4 separate regions of the Mus musculus genome follow, and regions 2, 3 and 4 are each linked to region 1. The links are chromatin contacts, called in public Hi-C, HiChIP or PLAC-seq and promoter capture Hi-C maps. All regions are on one chromosome and are shown on one strand. Each heading gives the region's core, a stretch centred on a gene start, on an enhancer-like site or on the middle of the called end of the contact. The rest is flanking DNA. Distances are from core to core; before and after follow the strand shown.

The links. A called contact is a pair of places that touch in the nucleus more often than the background predicts. HiChIP or PLAC-seq counts read pairs in DNA pulled down with a chosen protein or histone mark. Capture Hi-C pulls out chosen DNA fragments and counts their contacts.
Region 2: a contact with region 1 is called in a FOXA1 HiChIP or PLAC-seq map of pancreatic cancer cells. The contact joins the promoter of 1700026J14Rik here to the promoter of Zfp282 in region 1. A contact is called at or near these places in 3 of 39 promoter capture datasets (hippocampal neurons, liver and neural stem cells), 2 of 115 datasets of contacts at active chromatin or transcription factors (astrocytes and pancreatic cancer cells) and 1 of 9 other capture datasets (pancreatic islet).
Region 3: a contact with region 1 is called in a promoter capture Hi-C map of adipose tissue. The contact joins the promoter of Gimap4 here to the promoter of Zfp282 in region 1. A contact is called at or near these places in 1 of 39 promoter capture datasets (pre-B cells), 1 of 115 datasets of contacts at active chromatin or transcription factors (memory CD8 T cells) and 1 of 9 other capture datasets (adipose tissue).
Region 4: a Hi-C map of B cells shows a contact between it and region 1, with 9 read pairs. The contact joins the promoter of Gimap5 here to the promoter of Zfp282 in region 1. A contact is called at or near these places in 1 of 39 promoter capture datasets (pre-B cells) and 1 of 484 Hi-C or Micro-C datasets (B cells).

What each region holds. Positions count from the first base shown.
Region 1 is chr6:47,875,852-47,880,077 of GRCm38.p6, reverse strand. Zfp282 (zinc finger protein 282) reads right to left here and starts at 2,523. Exons shown (of 8, transcript NM_146175.3): 1 at 2,242-2,523; 2 at 1-78. The coding sequence starts at 2,406.
Region 2 is chr6:48,535,782-48,540,193 of GRCm38.p6, reverse strand. It overlaps 1700026J14Rik (RIKEN cDNA 1700026J14 gene), which reads left to right and starts at 2,720. Exons shown (of 2, transcript NR_130985.1): 1 at 2,720-3,358; 2 at 3,458-3,612. Atp6v0e2 (ATPase, H+ transporting, lysosomal V0 subunit E2) reads right to left here and starts at 2,625. Exons shown (of 4, transcript NM_133764.3): 1 at 2,340-2,625; 2 at 923-970; 3 at 28-154. The coding sequence starts at 2,443. The coding sequence ends at 61.
Region 3 is chr6:48,682,951-48,687,126 of GRCm38.p6, reverse strand. It overlaps Gimap4 (GTPase, IMAP family member 4), which reads right to left and starts at 2,549. Exons shown (of 3, transcript NM_174990.4): 1 at 2,504-2,549; 2 at 218-289. The coding sequence starts at 275.
Region 4 is chr6:48,744,396-48,748,847 of GRCm38.p6, reverse strand. It overlaps Gimap5 (GTPase, IMAP family member 5), which reads right to left and starts at 2,651. Exons shown (of 3, transcript NM_175035.5): 1 at 2,418-2,651.

The DNA of each region.
Region 1 (4,226 bases), core at 1,274-3,773:
AAAGACAGGGGCCCTATCTGGAAAGGGCGGGAACTGAAAAGGCATTGGTCTCCTGGCATCCATGTCCCATTCTTGAGCCTGTATGCAAGGGAAGAAAGTGACAGCTCAGGATGAGAACATGTGTGTGAGAGAAGGTGGCCTGAAAATGGGATAAGCAGTCAAGTACTACCCAGTGTCTCTACCAAGCCTCTGCCTCTGGCTAGGCTCATTAATGACCTCAGTGGTAGCTGGAACAGTCACCCTCCACCTCCCACCATCCAACTAACCACTCTTCCATTCCCTTCTTAGGAGAGCCAGGCTGGTTACTAGTTCACCTGCCTCGGCCTCTGGAAAGTCTAGGTCATGCCCCCCTGCCTAACATAGATAGCCCAGACCCTCTCTTTGAAGAGAACAGCTGCTTGCCTCACAGACAACACTGAATGGCAGACTTCCCATTTGGCTCTCACTCTTTGTTTCAAGGTAGGAATTTCCGTGTAAGTTGACTGGAGTTAATCTTCTGAGCAATCTCTCTTGCAGGTTGGGGCAAGAATGATTATCTCTGCTTTAAAGATGATGAAATTGAGGAACAAAGAAGCAGCTGGCCATTCTTTAGCACCGCCCTGCCCTGCCAACTGGCAGGGCTCTAAGTGCCACAGATAACACAAACACTTTGCAAACATGCAATCACTGCCATGTCTACTAGGCCTACCAGAGATACTAGGCTGGATGGTACACCTGGCACTGTTAAAATTCCACACACTGCTACTTTTTCATAACTGTGCAAACTGGAAATAGGTTTACTAGACAATAGCACTTTTTAACAGGAAGAGGGACATTCTTTACCCCTGTGAGGGCTACAACAAAAACCTCGTGGCTCCCTTCCCTGCTTCCTGATGAGGGGGTTCCCCATGGCCCAGAGCCTGCCTCTTTCTCTTCTACTAGATATAGGCTGTGTGCTGAGCTCTACAACAGAGAAAGAAAAGTGGAGGTTGGTCAGGGTGTGCGGGATGACAACACAGACCAGAAGATATGTCCCTTTCTCTCTTGGTTCTCTCTGCTTCTGGTGAAGGGGCCCTCCAGTTGGGAAAAGTGGAATCCTATTGCTTTGAAGTGAGCCGGACTGACTGGCTTTTGACAATCACATGAACTATTTTCCTCAAACTCTGAGAAGCTGTGATAGCCAGAAGACTACCCCACAGCATCTGAGAATTCCTCTCTGACATGGGAGTGAGAACAACAGGACCCTAGGAATGCCAGCCCCTGCTGGGTCCTGGTGGCTGGATGGCTGTCAGTGCCATCCACTGGGCTTATGGAGGCTTCACCGGGGCCTTGTTCAGAGAAGGGGATAAGACTGACAATGGAAGTGTAGGAAGTCTGAGGCTGGTTGCATTTCCGCAGGTTTGAAGACCTACAGTTGGTCATTTTGCTCAAAAACAACCAAAGGTCTTCATATTGACTTGTCAAGTCTTAAGTCCTGACTGAGAATCAAATGGGAACACAGGGGTGGCTTCTTCAGAGTCCAGTCTTCAGGTAACTCAGTCTCCCTTCTGAGACAATGATGTTAAACCACGTTAACCCTTCTCCTTGTGCTGTATACCCAAGGCCGTGCCAGCTAAGTCCTAGGCACCCTGAGATCTCCTACGGAGCCTAAAGAAACAACTGGAGCCTTCTCTCTCACCCCCAGGACCCCAAGACAACGCTCGGGGATGCGGTTTGGGCGTAGTCAGTTGTCTTAGGCTGCTCTGGCGATTCCAATATGCAGGCAAGTTTGCCAACCCAAGATGACAAAGTCCCCTCCCAGTCCCTTCCCTGGCTCATCCGTTCTACAGAGGAAAAGTGGGCTGCTCTTTATAGTCGGAAAAAGACAGCAATAAAACAGCTTTAAACCCTTTTATTAAACTGGCTACAGTGTAAACATGGTTAAACTGTTCCCTCTGTGGGCCGGGAATAGGCCTGCCGCAAACCCAGGCGGGTCGGACGCCAAGAGGAACCCGAGTCCCTGCTCAGTGAAGCGGCCACTACCGCGCTAGGTCCCGGGCAACACAGCCCCGGCTTCCGCATCCTGCGGGCCCCGGGTCCCGGCCGCACCGGCCCGGACAGCGGCACCGTGGCAGCGCGGCAGGGCCTGGCGCTCCGGGCCTGCACCAGGCCCGCTCCGCCGTTCGCCCGGGGCCCCGGCAGCCGCGAGGCTCCCCGAGGCCCGGCCCCGCCCCGCCCCCACGGCAGCGGCGCGGCCATGGCGCCCGCGGGCGCTGCACCCACCTGCATGGGCGGCATTCCCTCGGCCATTTCCGCGCGTAGCGCCGGCTCCTGGTGGCAGACCTCCTCCGGGGGCAGAGCCTGGGCCCAGCTCCAGCTCCCGCTGTCCAGCCCCAAACCCTGGATGCCCAGCTGCTGAGGCTGCGGCCGTGTTGACACAAACTGCATCCTGGGAGTGCTGTTCCCCGCTCGGGCCGGCCAGGGAGAAGAAGAACGTTTTCCAGGCGCCTTCCCCCTTGCCGGGGCCGGACAGCTCCATCTACAGCCCGTAGGAGCAAACAGTCCCCTTCGGTGGCGCTCCCCGCCCTTCGCAGCCGGCGCGCCAGCCAATGGCCTCGGAGCTCCTGCCCGCCTGCAGGGCTGGACGGGGGCCACTCCAGGCTGGGGGCCACCGCCTCCCCCAAAGAAATCTGACGGCGACCGCCGGCCTCTAGGTCTGGCTGGGGTGGTCGATCTTCACGTCCCAAGCTGCGGCCTGGACAGTGGGGCTTGCTTTCTGTTACTTCTAGGAATGCATTGGACATCCCAGGAGAAAATGGTGCCTCACCCTTGTAAAAATTTTACCCAAATATTTTCTGAACACCTACTATGTGTCAGCTTTTGCTTAGGCATAAGGTGGGGTTTTTTTGTTTGTTTGGTTTTTTTTTTGTTGTTGTTGTTGGTTGGTTGGTTTTTTTGTGGTTTGCATACTCTTCTTCGGTTTAAATTGCAACATTGCCACTGGCTGTGATTTTTTTTTTTTTTAACATTTACTGTCTCTGAACCTCCTATGTTCTATATAAATAGGGTGGGGTGTTATGTTTGTCTTATTTTAATGTTGAAAAATTAGGAACTAATGCCTGGCACATAGTAGGCTCCCAGATACTTTTGCTAGATGTGGTGTGCACACTTTTTATTCCTAGCACTTGAGAGGTAGAGGTAGGTGGAGTTTAGGGCCAGCCTGGTCTCCATAATTAGTTCCAGGCCAGTCTAAAAAAAAAAAAAAGTAATTACCCATCAAAGATAAATCCCTGTAGGTTATCTGTAGCATATTGTCCACTTTGTCTTCCTAAATGGCCAGTCCTTATCTTGTCTGGACTGAGCTCTCTAAGGCTTATCACCTTGTGGAAAGTCAGACCTGGTGGAAGCCATGAGTTCTACTACACTTAAACTTGAGAACAATATGAAGCTACGGGGAAGGGTGGGGTGCCAGAGGGGCTATCTTCAGAAGGACAGTTATCGAGTGCTTTATTAGGTATGCTTCCAGGATATATGAATGAGTATTTCATAGACTCATATTATCCTCTATGAAGGTTATGCTCCAGAAGTCAGTGATTTTTTTTCCGTTTCCTGGTTACAAGTTGTGCATGCATGCAAGTGCATATATCTCACTGTAAACATCACGTCCACTATTAGTAGAGGAACCGAGTAAGCCCAGCCTGGGAAGCTCCAGGCAAATGCTTTTCTACTGGCAACCCACATCTGAGAAGACATTTTCTGACCTATGGGATATCAACTCTATATTCTCTTTTCTAGAAATGAGAAACAGAGGACTAAGTTAGTCCCAAGTGTTTAAGCTATGTCCTCAGGATAAAATGATTACTATGTCCCTCCTTAAGTATGTAGTGAGTCATATCAATGTTCCTTTTTACACAGAAAGACAACAACACAGTGTGTCTAATCCAGTTTCCTCGCAGGTAGACTTTCACACAGCCATTCACACTTTTACTGTGTAGCAGAGATTAGGCTTAGGCTGGGGGTCTAGTTCACAGTATTGTATGAACAAAAAAACCAAAAAACAAAAAACAAAAAAAACTCAACTTAAACTGGGCGATGGTGGCGCACGCCTTTAATCCTAGCACTTGGGAGGCAGAGTCAGGAGGATTTCTGAGTTCAAGACCAGCCTGGTCTACAAAGTGAGTTCCAGGACAGCCAGGGTATACAGAGAAACCCTGTCTCAAAAAACAAACAAACAAACAAAAAAACAACAAAAATTTCAACTTAAGCAG
Region 2 (4,412 bases), core at 1,471-3,970, 660 kb before region 1:
TCTCACGTCAGTCCTTCCCTTCAGTACCTGAGGCCAGAAGCCAGCTGATCACCCCAGGGGTCACTCCCACAGGAAACGCACGTACCAGATGGTCTCATTCTTCAGTTGTGGCCCAAACAGGGGGTTCAGTTGGGCCAAGATGGCGATGAGCCAGCTGCCAGGATAGCAGAGTGAGGGGGGTCCTGGACACAGAGGGACCCACCATACCCAACATACCAAGGGAGGACTCGGCTACTCTCTTTCAAAGAGCATGGCAGGGTCTGTGTCCTGGTTGGTACAGGGAATGGGTTCAGGATTTGTGAATTTTGATGTGAGTTTATTTTATTTTCTCTAAGTATATAATGTCCCTGAGCTGGGGCTGGACCCAGGGTGAGGGTGTCCTTGGGCCTTAAGAAGCCACTCCAGGGTGGTGAGATGGCTCAGCAGGTAAGAGCACACGACTGCTCTTCCAAAGGTCCTGAGTTCAAATCCCAGCAACCACATGGTGGCTCACAACCATCCGTAATGAGATCTGACTCCCTCTTCTGGTGTGTCTGAAGACAGCTACAGTGTACTTACATATAATAAATAAATAAATAAATCTTTAAAAAAAAAGAAGAAGCCACTCCAGCTCTGTCACACACACTCTGCTGCCCCCTAGTGGTTACACTGGCTCTATCACAAACACCCAGCACTTGTTAGCAGTATGATGCCCTGACTTCTGTATGACTGAGTCTAGAGTAGAGCATGAAAACTGTGTTTGAACAACCAATCTGGAGGATTCTGATGCCCAGTTAGGAGCAGATACTACTGAACTGGTCCACAACTCACGTACCTCACAGCTCAGCTGGGGGCACCACAAACTGCAACTGTCAACTGAGGCAAAATCAGACCCAACTAGTGGTCACCACAGCCCCCAGCTCCTGGGGAAGGCAATACTCACAAGAGGTAACAGCAGACAGCAGTAGCTACCAGCATGGTGATGATCACCCTGAAACAGCAAAGAAGGAAAAGCAGCATTGGTACACGGGGCCCTGTGTCAGCCCTCCTGGTGCTACCTGAACACCAGCATCTCCAGGATGCTGGGGTCCGCTCCAAGTAAGAATTACAAGATTGTCTACATCCAAACGGTGTTGTAAATCTCTTCCTTCTCCATCAGCAAACACCTCTCCATCTGTATGCTGGAGAAGGCTTGCCCACACTCCATCTGTGGCCACCCACCAGAGGATGGCCTCAAAATTCATCCAGCAACATCAAAGAAAACAAAAGACCACAGTACAAGGCAAGAAGCAAGGGCACAGCCACTGTTGACAGAGGCTGGGCTGTTATAGAAAAAGCAGGGGCTTTGGATCCACTCAGGAAATCAGAGAGACAGAGTCTTACAACACAGCTGAAGGGACAAGGAGCTCACCAAGACTTCCAGAAGAGATGACATGGAGAGTGATTACAAAGCAAGTCCAGTTTAAATCGTGTGTGTGTGTGTGTGTGTATACACATGTGTGCTGGCTTCCAAAAGCCAGAAAGGGCCTCAGATCTCCTGGAGCCATAGTTAAAACAGTTCTGAGTCTCTCAATATGGGTGCCAGATTCTGGTCCACTGGAAGCAGAAGGTGCTCTGTCCAGCAATCACTTTCACATTTGTAGGAATAAAGGCGATGCCCATCCGTCTATGCCTCCAGTTTAGGCTAAGTCTAATCCATGACAGAGCCTAAGCACTTCAAGGTGGTGCTGAACGGATTAGTGCCCCAGCCCTCCCTTAACACTACAAGGCAGCTGGGACCACTCCTGGCTGTGCAGTGGATTGTCAGTGCTGAGAAAATGGACAAAGGGCAAAGTGTGAGGCTTTCATGACTTGAGAGGCTAACAGGAGAAGGGGCTGGCATGTGGTGCAGAAAATCTGCTAGGAATCTTCCAAAAATGAAGGCAGCTAAAAACATCCAGTATACATACACAGCATGCCCAGGACATTGCTTAGGGCAGACCTCACACCAGCCCTACAAAGCAGGTGTTGCCAGAGCCCCTATTTTCCTCAGTGAAGAAATTGAGGCCTGGCATTTGCCCAATGTCACACAAGAATAAGCAAGGAGTGTCCATATGCAGCCTTTACCGACTGCATGGGTGTGGGTGACCTTTAGCCACCTGCTTGCCCTGACATCTGAATCTATCCGTTCACCCAGCCCTCTAGCCTGTTTCCTGGCTGCCCCAGCCCAGGTGCAGAGATCTGGAAGAAGTCATGTAGGGGCGTCTCTGTGAGGGCATGAATTGCAGGGTAGCAAGCTGGGAGCCCAGTGTTAATGGGTGAGCCCAGCTAGGGGACAGGGAAGCGTCTGCAGGGAATCGAGGCCTGCTCGCCTTTCTTACCCGCGGTTGGGTCCTTTGGGCACGAACCAGGGCCCAGCGATGCCGATGAGGCCCCAGAATGTGGTGAAGATGATGACAGGGAGGGCAAAGGAATGGGCTGTCATGGCTGGGTGCGCGATGCTCAGGTGGGGTATCAGATCGAACGGCAGACTCTAAGCAGGTGCAAGTCTCGGCAGAGGGCTGTGCGCATGCGCAACGGAATCTCAGCCGGGAAGGCCCTGGACCAAGCGAATCTGCGCTCGCGCATCCCTGAACATCGTCCGCTGGGATAGCTCGCCGCTATCACGCAGAACCAAGGGCGGGACTTCCGAGGAACCTTTCCTTTGATTGGCTGGGTCGGTTTGCTCCGATTTTGCAGGTGATTCTAGGCTTAGGTTTGCGCTTTCTTATTCTCGCTAGAAAGTGGCAGGTCACTTGCAGTGCTCGGGCAGCCCAAGGTGGCTGGGGACAGGATTGGAGGAGACCCTAACCAGAACGGAGGCTTTGTGGGGACCACAGGGGTTTCGACCAGAGGACTTCGTGGAGCTGAGAGGCCACAAACTTGGCCTGAGCTAAAGCCTCCCCTCAGCGAAGTGAAGCTTGCAGTCCTCTGCAGAGCTCACTGCTTCACTGAACCTTGGAGATGCCCAGCTTCTGGATCAGGCTACAGTAGTTAGACTATTTTTCCTCTATGGTAGGGGTTCAGGCGATCTGTGTGGAACATAGTAAGACCTGGGACACTTGAGGCCAGCCACTCCTGAAGGGCTACAGTCCGGGTGGGAGCTGGAGGGGGAAACCACGTCAGCACAGTAGTGATTCTTGAAAGGAGGTGTGCCGCAGTTGGGGACAGATCTTATGTTTCCATGGGAACGACCTCCAAGGCCCCTGTACACCCAGCCTACCTGTGCAAACTTACATGCTGCGTATCTAGTTATCTGTATGAAGAAGAAAGATAAAGGCCTATCTTACACTAAGTCCAGATTGGAAAGTCGTCGTGGAAGGCCTCTCAGGAAAATTCCACAACAGGATGGCCCAGGCAGGTAATTAGCCTTGCTCACAGAACTTGACAGGCAAGAGCCAACACTGGTACTCTGTCCATCCATCTTCATAATGGACTCTGACATTGTTTTTTCCCACAGGTATACTTCCTGGATTTTCTGTAGCCGGTCCCCCGAGCTGTAGTCTAGTAGTTGCTGCTGCGGGGAGAGATTAAAGTGACAGCAGGAAGACAGTCTCTGGGTTCTCCTGTATAGATTCTCTCATTGTTCTGACAAAATAAACTTGAGGAAGGGTTCATTTTGGCTCTAATTTCACCATGGTGGGGAAGACACTGGGGCAGTCAGTCACACTGCATCCACAGTCAGGAAGCAAAGAGAGATGAACCCTGGTGCTGAGCTTGCTCTCTGTTTAACCCATAGAATCATTAGCTACCCACAGTGTGTCTTCCACCTCAATTAACCCAATACAGGCATGCCCAGAGATTTGTTTCCTAGGTGATTCTAGATCCAGTTAACAGTGTTGTATCACACTCTGCAAGCAGCGGTATCCCACTGCCCTTGCCTGAGCTGCATAGCTTCAGTGTTCTTACCCTACTGGGGTCACTTCTGTGAGTCAGGACGCTGACTCACACTTAACCCCAGCTGTGCCATCTTGCTGCCACTTCCTCAAAGAGGTCTCGCTGGGACTACCGGAGAAAGATGCTGAAGGAAAGTTACTGCTTTGCTACATTACAGTGACATTGCCTTCTCACAGAGCTAGATACCCACTTAGGAGAAGAGTCTAGATAAACATCGAGGCAACGGACATCCCCTAATGATTCTGTGGGTTGAAAATCCCAGGCCAAACTTGATCTTGGATTCTTTAGGTAATTGGAAAAGCTGGCCAGCCTGAACCAATGTGATGAGAACTTTGAGAGCCACACAGACATGGCCACTGTGACACATCCTGAGAGAGGGGATTTTCTATAAATCTCTATGCCAGAGGTCTTCCACCTAAATGTGGCTCAGGACCACAGGAAACACTAGCAAATGCTGCTGGGAGGTCTTTGTCCCCACGAGTCACTTTCAGGCACCCATGCTTGGGTGCAGAGGTGAA
Region 3 (4,176 bases), core at 1,300-3,799, 810 kb before region 1:
GAGGGCTATGTCAAGCTCTGGACCAGTGGGAGAGCAGCTGAGTCAAGAGGAATGGGAAAGCAGAGAAATGAAAAGAAATACCAGGGCGGCGTCAGGGTTTTCTCCCATTCAGTAGGGACTCGTGGTCAAGGCAGGAGGGACTGCACCCCTCCTTGTCTGCCTCCCCACTTCTCCTGCAGTTTGGTTACACTCCACCCCACATCCCAGCTCTTCTCACCATGGCTGCTCCTTGAACTTTCTGGGATGAACCCCGCACCACCGCACTGGACTTCCATTGTAGCTCGGCTTCCTGCAGATAAAGAAGCGACCACGGCAAGTTATGAAAACCACTTGGAGCCCCACTTCCTGTATCCAACACTGAACTTTTTGCCATAAACTCAGCCTTTTTATTTCTCCTGCCCCATCCCCAAAAGGTCATTTCAACATTCCATTTTTCAGGCTATTCTTTTCCTTACACAAACTTAAATCCTACCAGCTCCTTCTCAGGCTGGCCCTGTTTCCCTCCATCCCTTCAGCTAGTGAATGACTACTATGGTGCCCACACTTCTGGCTCAGCTTCTCATCGTGGTTTTCGTGGGCATCTCTAACAAAGGCTGACCAGGATAGAGCCCTTGACACTCCTCCCACACCCCAGGCCCGACTCTGCATCTCCATAAATGCTATCACCACACAGACCATGGCTCTTGCTGAGCTTTGAGCTCTACTCTAGTCTTGGTTTCCTGCCTTGCATGAGCCCATCACCAAATCCCAATGACTACATTCAGAAATCTCATTTGTCCCTTTGTTTCTACCTTCATGTTGATCAGACCCATTGCTGTTCATTGTCAGCCCAATCATCCCTTCCTTGGTCCCTTCACAACTCTACCACCAGATCTCACTTTCAAAATAAAATTTCATTTTCATTTTCTTGCTTGAATTCCCTAGCAGCTTTTGATTCTCTTTAGAGGATAGTTTGAACTATTAGAATGGTCCAGAAGTTCCTTCATGGACATCTTTCGCTGAAGTCACTGACCTCCCCTCTGTTCCCAGGACCCTTGAAGCACTTTTATCTCCTATGCTTTCTCAGAATTTTCCCTTTCTGGGGGCACTGCTCCAGCCCATCCCCCAGCTGGGGCTGCTCTGCCTCTACTTCCTGAGATGCTCTCTCCAATGGCTCTCTCCTGCAGCAGTGCCAACCTGAGACTCCACTTTTGAGATCACTTGCTTTTGCTGTAACTGCACAGCAGCATTTCCTCATCGAAGACATGATTGTAACACGAAATCATTTTTTAGCATATGACTGTCTCCTCTTTGACTCTGTGACAGGAAACTTTCCAGGCACAGACACAGCACTGGACAAAGGGCGGGTCTCAATTTACTAAACAAGCAAATTGACCTTCTTGGGTCTTTACCTCTCTCTGCTTGGGGGTGGCCTGTGCCACCCAGCCATCCTTCCCTGTTAACCAAGACACAGTTATGTAGAAACACTCAGCTCATTTGAGTGTTTCCTCTACCTAATACACATGAACACATTTGAAAACTCTGGAGCCAACTACAATCAGGACAGGTTGGAATGCTCCTTGGTAAGGACAGAGTCCCCACACAGGGAGCCCTCAGATACAGATGTGAAGCAGAACTCTAGATGCTTCTTTTGAAAGAGGCTTTTTATGCCTGAAGGCCAGGTGGGTGGAAGACAGCTTCTCATAAACTAAAAAGAAACCACAAACTCACACAAAGCATTGGTTCTTAGCACAGACTTGATTTGGTGATTAGCAAGGAGGCCCAGTATCAATGGTAGAAAATTTCTCAAAACTTTCTCGGGGTCGGGGGAGACAGAGGGCACAGGGTGACAGAGGAGCTCTTTAGACTCTAATTCATCTGTAAAACCAGGACCTGTGTTTCTGTAGGTGCAGATTTCATTGACTAAGTCATCCCCGCTCTGCCTATGACCAAACGTCTACTACTGGCTTCAGAACAGTAGCCACAGTAAACATAACCTCCCTACTTAGACCTACCTGGAGGGAGCTCAGCTCTTCTAAGAACTCGGGGGGGAAATAGTTTCCCCAAGAGGCAGGTTCCCTAGGAAGCAGCTTACAGGAAAAAGATAAAGGCTAGTGCTAATCCCAACATTATGGCAGCTTGGGGGAGCTGTGCCAAGCTGAGCCTGTTAGGGATCCTCCGCATCCCTGCCTTCTTCCTGCCTGCTCTCTCCAAGCTAACTCAGTCATTCTCTTCCTGGAAGAGTCACATTTAAAAAAAAAATTTTTTTTTTTTGACCAGTGCAGGAATACTTTCCCTGTAGAAAAAGTGTCCTCCTCAAAGCAGCGAACCCTGAAGCACACAGGAATTTGTAGAACTCAGCCTTCAACTCGGACTACAGCCTAAAATTATCAGGCTGGAAACAGAAGCCAATGAATACAATTCCCAAGAGCAGGTCTGTCAGGAGGTTTACTAGACACAGCTAGTAGAGAGGCCCCTTCCTCACCAAATTCAACACCCACATCATCCATCCCTATTCTCTTACCTGAAAATCTGGGTCCTTTGACCTTCTCTGATTTCGAAACAATACTAAACACCAAGAAAACAGAGTAGCAGAGAGGAAGCGAGGGGGAGGAACTGTGGAAATAGGAGTGTGCAAGGGACCCACCCATCTTCCTAGCAAGCTGCACTGCAGAACGTTCTGCAGTCCTCTTGTTCTGTGTCATCTCATGTGGTACCCATGGGCTGCTGGTAGCTACTTAGCACTTGGAATGTGATAAATCAATAGTCACGTTTTTTCACCACCAGGACTTTAGTTGACTGCAATATGGTCCATCATAGTAAATAACGGTCAGTCAGCTCTTGTTTGGCAGAACAATCTGTAAATGTGAATGACAATGACTTGGCTGGCAGTGATATTGAATCTCCTGTATGTTTGTTTAAGAAATGAGAGAAAGGGGGCTGGTGAGATGGCTCAGTGGGTAAGAGTACCCGACTGCTCTTCCGAAGAACCGGAGTTCAAATCCCAGCAACCACATGGTGGCTCACAACCATCCGTAACGAGATCTGACTCCCTCTTCTGGAGTGTCTGAAGACAGCTACAGCATACTTACATATAATCAATCAATCAATCAATCAATCAATCAATAAAAAAGAAGAAGAAGCCACTAACTTCTGGGCAGCTGAGCTTAAAAAAAAAAAGAAAGAAATGAGAGAAAGAAATAATTGAGTAAGAGAGAAAGAGAGAGAAGAGAGCTCCTTGTTAATAGCATATAAATAGAATCTACTTTTTTTTTTTTAAAGATTTATTTATTTATTATATGTAAGTACACTGTAGCTGTCTTCAGACACTCCAGAAGAGGGAGTCAGATCTCGTTACAGATGGTTGTGAGCCACCATGTGGTTGCTGGGATTTGAACTCCGGACCTTCGGAAGAGCAGTCGGGTGCTCTTACCCACTGAGCCATCTCACCAGCCCCTAGAATCTACTTTTAATTTGGATATTTAGGTATTTTTACATGTCATATAATTCATGATACAGTTGGATTTAAATAGCACATCTATATCATATCTCCTCTCCTCAGGGGTCAGGGCTTATTACAGAAGAGGGGTGAAAAGACTGGAGTCATTGAACACTGCAGTGAAACACTATTTGCTGGATATGACAAGGTCATTTCACACAAAAATTTGCATGGACCAAAACCTCAGTGCTGATGGGGAAGGGCTCATGAACTCTTGCCCTATCTAAGGAGAGCTGTGGGCAATTGATTGCTGCTAGTGTTTGTGTGTGTGTGTGTGTGTGTGTGTGTGTGTGTGTGTGTGTGTGTGTGTGTGTGAGAGAGAGAGAGAGAGAGAGAGAGAAAGAGAGAGAAGTTGTGAAGTTTTTTTCTCAGGAGCACTGCCCCTAAGAGGTTACCCATTTGTTGGTAGATGATTCCACATCTCTGCACATATGGACAGCACTAAGTGGAGTTTAGATTTTTTTTCTTAAATGGGGGAGAGAGACAGAGACGACAAGAAGTTGGGAAGGAAAGGAGAGGCCTAGAGAAGGAATCAGAGGGGACAGACACTGGAGTGGAACTAATCCAAACACACTATGTGACTGTATACAATTCTTTAACAATACACAGTCACAGTCCTGCTACCAGATTTCTTCTTGTCCAACCTGTTCTTTCTCTCCTCTTCTCTATTATTCTGCCTACTTTGGGGCTGATTCTTG
Region 4 (4,452 bases), core at 1,402-3,901, 870 kb before region 1:
TCTCCTTCCCTGCCTGTCCACCTCCTCACACCCTTCCCTTCCCTTCCCTTACCTTCCCTTCCCTTCCCTTCCCTTCCCTCCCCTCCCCTCCCCTCCCCTCCCCTCCCCTCCCTTCCCCTCCCTTCCCTTTCCTCCCCTCCCCTCCCCTCCCCCCCCTTCCCTCCCCTCCCCTCCCCTCCCCCTCCCTTCCCTTCCCTTCCCTGGTCTTCTCTCCCTCCTTTCCTTGCTCCCACAGAAGAACAGCCCTCTCATGGCTATTTCTCACACACCATTCTGACTACTGTAAACTATATACAGATTTTTATTAAAATTCTTCAAATTATAGAGCATCATTTCTACTAATTTTCTGGATTTGAAGGTGCCAGGTACAGTGTCAGTGGGGATGAAGCTGAATTTCCCCACCATGACCGTCCTGGGTGCAGACCTCATTCCCAGGCTTCTTGTGTGACCATCTTCCCCTGTGTCCCCTGTGTTGTTATTGACAGACCCTTGGCATTTCTATTAAAGTTACATGACCTCCCCAGAGTCACATATTTGCCTTATAGCTAAACCTTCCCCAAATGGCTTCTTTCATCTGTGTCTTCTTTTGGATTTAATAGTCAGTGGGGAGTTGGGAGGGATCATCTGCAATAAATCTACAATCCTCTCTTCCTGGAACCCCACATATGCTGCTGCTGGCCCCATACTTTGGACACATACTTGGGTATTGATTGCTGTAATTTTCTCCCAAACCAACACTGAGAACTGTACTTCTATGTCTAGGTTCATGTTTTTATAAAACAAAAATACCCAATGGAGAAAAATAATTACTCAAAGATAAGGGAGGCATCTGTTCTGTTTTGAAGGATTTCAATTTGAACCCAACTTGGTGCTCAGTGTCAGTTGCATGTGTGCAGTGTGACTGTCATAACCAAACTCAGCAAAATTAGCAGGGAAGTTTCTGAATTATTTTCTGAGAAATCAGACATACCACAGGGGACATATGTTCCACTGAGAAACAAATTAGTTGGCAGATATGACTAAATATGCAAATGCACAGAGGTGAAGCAGGGTAATGAGATAGAGACATTAAAATGAGTCACAGATCAAACAGGAGAAGTCAGTCAACAGCCTAGAAACAGAGGGAAGGGGAGGAGGTGTGATGGACATGAAGAGATGTGACTGTTGACCTGCAGAGCACACAACTGTGGGCAGACAGAGTGGAGGTAGAGTTCGTCTACAAAGGGAAAGTTCTGCTAACTTTCCCCAGTGTGGGCAGTGTGTGGGCCGTGGCAACTGACAAGGGTCAGCAGGAAGGCATTACTCAAGGAGAAGGCAGAAGCACAAACCCAAATGTTCATTCTCGTCTGAAAACAGCCAAGCCAGCTTATCAGGACAATTTATTTTACCAAGCAATGAGGACACAGTTCAGTCAGGAAGTTGAGAGAGTCTTTCTTGTCTTCCTTGTTAAGTACCGGCAGGCAACAAGGACGCCTAGGGCAAAGCGCCTGATGCACAAGCTTGGAGACTTGACTCTGAGCACCAGAGCCTGCTTCTGTAATCCCAGCACTATACACAGTGAGGCAGCCTGTGGAGATAGGAGAATCAGCCAGAGGCTGTCAGGCCAGCTAGCCCAGGGTGTGGCAGAAACAAGAGAGAAGCCGTTTCCACCAAGCAGAAGGGTAGAAATGACTTCAGAAAGCTGTCCTCTGATCTCCACAAGTCTCCAGTGGCACCAGTGTATTTCCTCACACAACTAAAACCAAAACAAACATTTTCACTCGCATCTGCTCCACCCATCTGCCCCTCCCCTGTTCCTTTATGTCCAGGTACTAAGAGTCACAGGGCAGGTTAGTAGGCAAGAGTCCTGGAAATAGTACCCTCTACTGTAAAGTTCAGCTGACAACGAGGGTGTTCATACACATCTAAAACATAATACTGTTAACATACCACAGCTTCTTGGGGTATGTTAAGGGAAGGTGTGGGATACCTGGCCATGAAGAATGGGGTGGTTTTCAGACAAGATTCTAAGGTAGAATTCACTGACCTGTCTTTCAGGGAAGGGCTAGACCATATAGGAAGGAACATAGAGGTTTCACTCTGGCTTGTAGAGCCTTAAGAACTCATCCTGCCCTCCTTCAGATGAGGTCTATCTGGCCTAGTAGGCTTTGGGGAGTCTGGGATAAAATGAAGAAATGTGCTCCACCTGCTGGGGGAGCTTGGGAAAGCCTGTGGCTCGGACTTTAATTACTCCTCCATCAAAAAACCATCACCTTTGTTAACTGAGGGTTTCAGAAAGGCGCAGATGGTGAGATGGAAAGCCTAGGGCCTAGGGATGATGGCATGGAAATTTCAGGGCTCTGTCCCACTCTATGCTGTCGCCGACCCTCAATTCACTGCTCTTTCACTGTCCAGGAAACCCAACACACCAAGCTCACCCGAGTGCACAGCGGCTCCCTGGCTCCCAAGCGGCTGTCAGCGCCCTGGCGGGTTCCTCTTTACCCTTACAGGTATGCGGTGGGCCTGTGCCTGCTGAGCAGTGCTCTCACAGAACAGCTACATGCAGAGCCATGAATCCAGAGTCCGAAGGCAGGAAAAGAAAGCCCATGGTGACGGAATACACACTGCCCTGCAGACTATATCCCCTCGGGTAGGTGGAAAGGCCTTGAACATTTGCCAGAACACAGTGAAACTGCTTTAGTCAATGACCACTTCCTGTGGAAAGCCTCCCGGCCCTACTCATTTCCCCTTCAGGGGGTGTTGAGGGCACAGTTCTCGGAGCCTGAGAAGTGGAAGACAGCCACCCTTTTCAAGAAAGCCCATGTGTGGCTGGAAAGTGCTGCGTCCCAGGTTCCCCATCAGCACCCAAGCTGAGCATCTGCACTTCCCCAAGCTCCTGGGGTCTCATGTCACAGGCTCTGCATTCAGAACTCCTAAAGAGGGACAGAAAAGCAGCACTGGCCCCGGAGAACCCGGACTGCCCCCTCTCAAAGAGCAGCTAAGCTCAGACAGGAGACCCGGTACTGGCTACCCCTTCTTTGCTATTTGTTGACACAGCCATAGGTGGTCATTGTACAGTTTCTCGCCTATGGAATGTCCAGATGGGCAGGGTGAAGTATTTCTTTACCTTTGTACCTGTTAAGTTTAAGCCTTGAACATAATACACAGTGCTGGCTTATGCAAGGTGATTCTCATCTCAGAGAATTCCCCCATGATGCTTTCTATTGTCAGGAAAGTATACTTGGCTCTCTGTTGTGAACACTAGGGTTTCAAGGGGTCTAGGGAGGTGACATTCTAAGAGACTGCACAGAAAGTGGGGGGGGGGGGGGAGGAAGGAAGAGAGATGAAAGGAGGGAAGGACAGTTAGTTTAAAGCTAGGTAGATAAAGCCCTCTGCTTGTATTTTTAAGAGAAGACATAACTGAAGTTAAGCATGGTGGCTTATTCTTATCCTAGTTTGTCAGGGGATTGCAGCAGGATTGCCTTGAGTTAGAAGCCAGCCTAAGCCACTGTGTGAGTCAGTCTAATAAAAAGCCTTAGCCTCAAGAAGATGTAGCAGCATCCTTTATTAGTGTCTCTGTCCTTTATCTTAAACTCAGTAGCGACCAGCTGTGCCTGCTAGTTGCTAGAGCTTGTTATGTCCTTAGGGCAAGAGGAAGGTCTGCAACCGAGAGGGCCCTGCAGTCAGGCTTCAGCTGAAGCTAGATCCCTACATTCCCAGGGTGCTAGGGAGGTTCTGGATGTTTGCAATTCAAAGAGAGGCTGCTGTGAGCACAAGATCCTCCCACTCTTCAACTCAAAACAGTTTTTTGTTTTTGTTTTTGTTTTGTTTTGTTTGTTTGTTTTTTTTTGTTTGTTTTTTGTTTTTTTTTTAAAGATGTACATCTCAAGGCAAAGGCAAAGAGGGAGAACAAAAGGTCCTAAGAGGTTTGGGTTTCATTATTATCATCATCATCATTATTTTTTTTATTATTTTTAAGAAAGAAAGGAAAAGAGAATTCCGAGTGATGGTTCTGTCCCATTGAAGAGATTTTTTCCCCCATTTTGATTTTTATTCAACCTTTGGTTCTTAACTCATCAGAAAAGCTCAGAGTCTCTCAGAAACCTGCCAGAGACCAGAGTTCACATCACCCCATGAAGACCACAACCACCCAGTACTAAGAGTTGAACCAAGGGCCCTGGGAGGGGAACATCTGCTCCTCTTGCCTACGCCTCCTAGCAGACATGTGCAATCAAGTCCATCTTGAAACAATTCTTTTTAAAAAGAACCTTTGATATCTTTTTTACAGAGGAACAAATTAAACCCTCCAAAAGTCATGGCAAGTGTTCTTTTGAAGATAGGCGGTGACTCATCTCTCATTATTGATGTTAATTAATGAAGTCAATTTTTAGACCCTGTGCTTTGGTGTGAACACTGGAAGGAGATCCCTGGCTGGCTCATCTCATCTCTGTGGAAAGAGGGCAGAAGGACCGT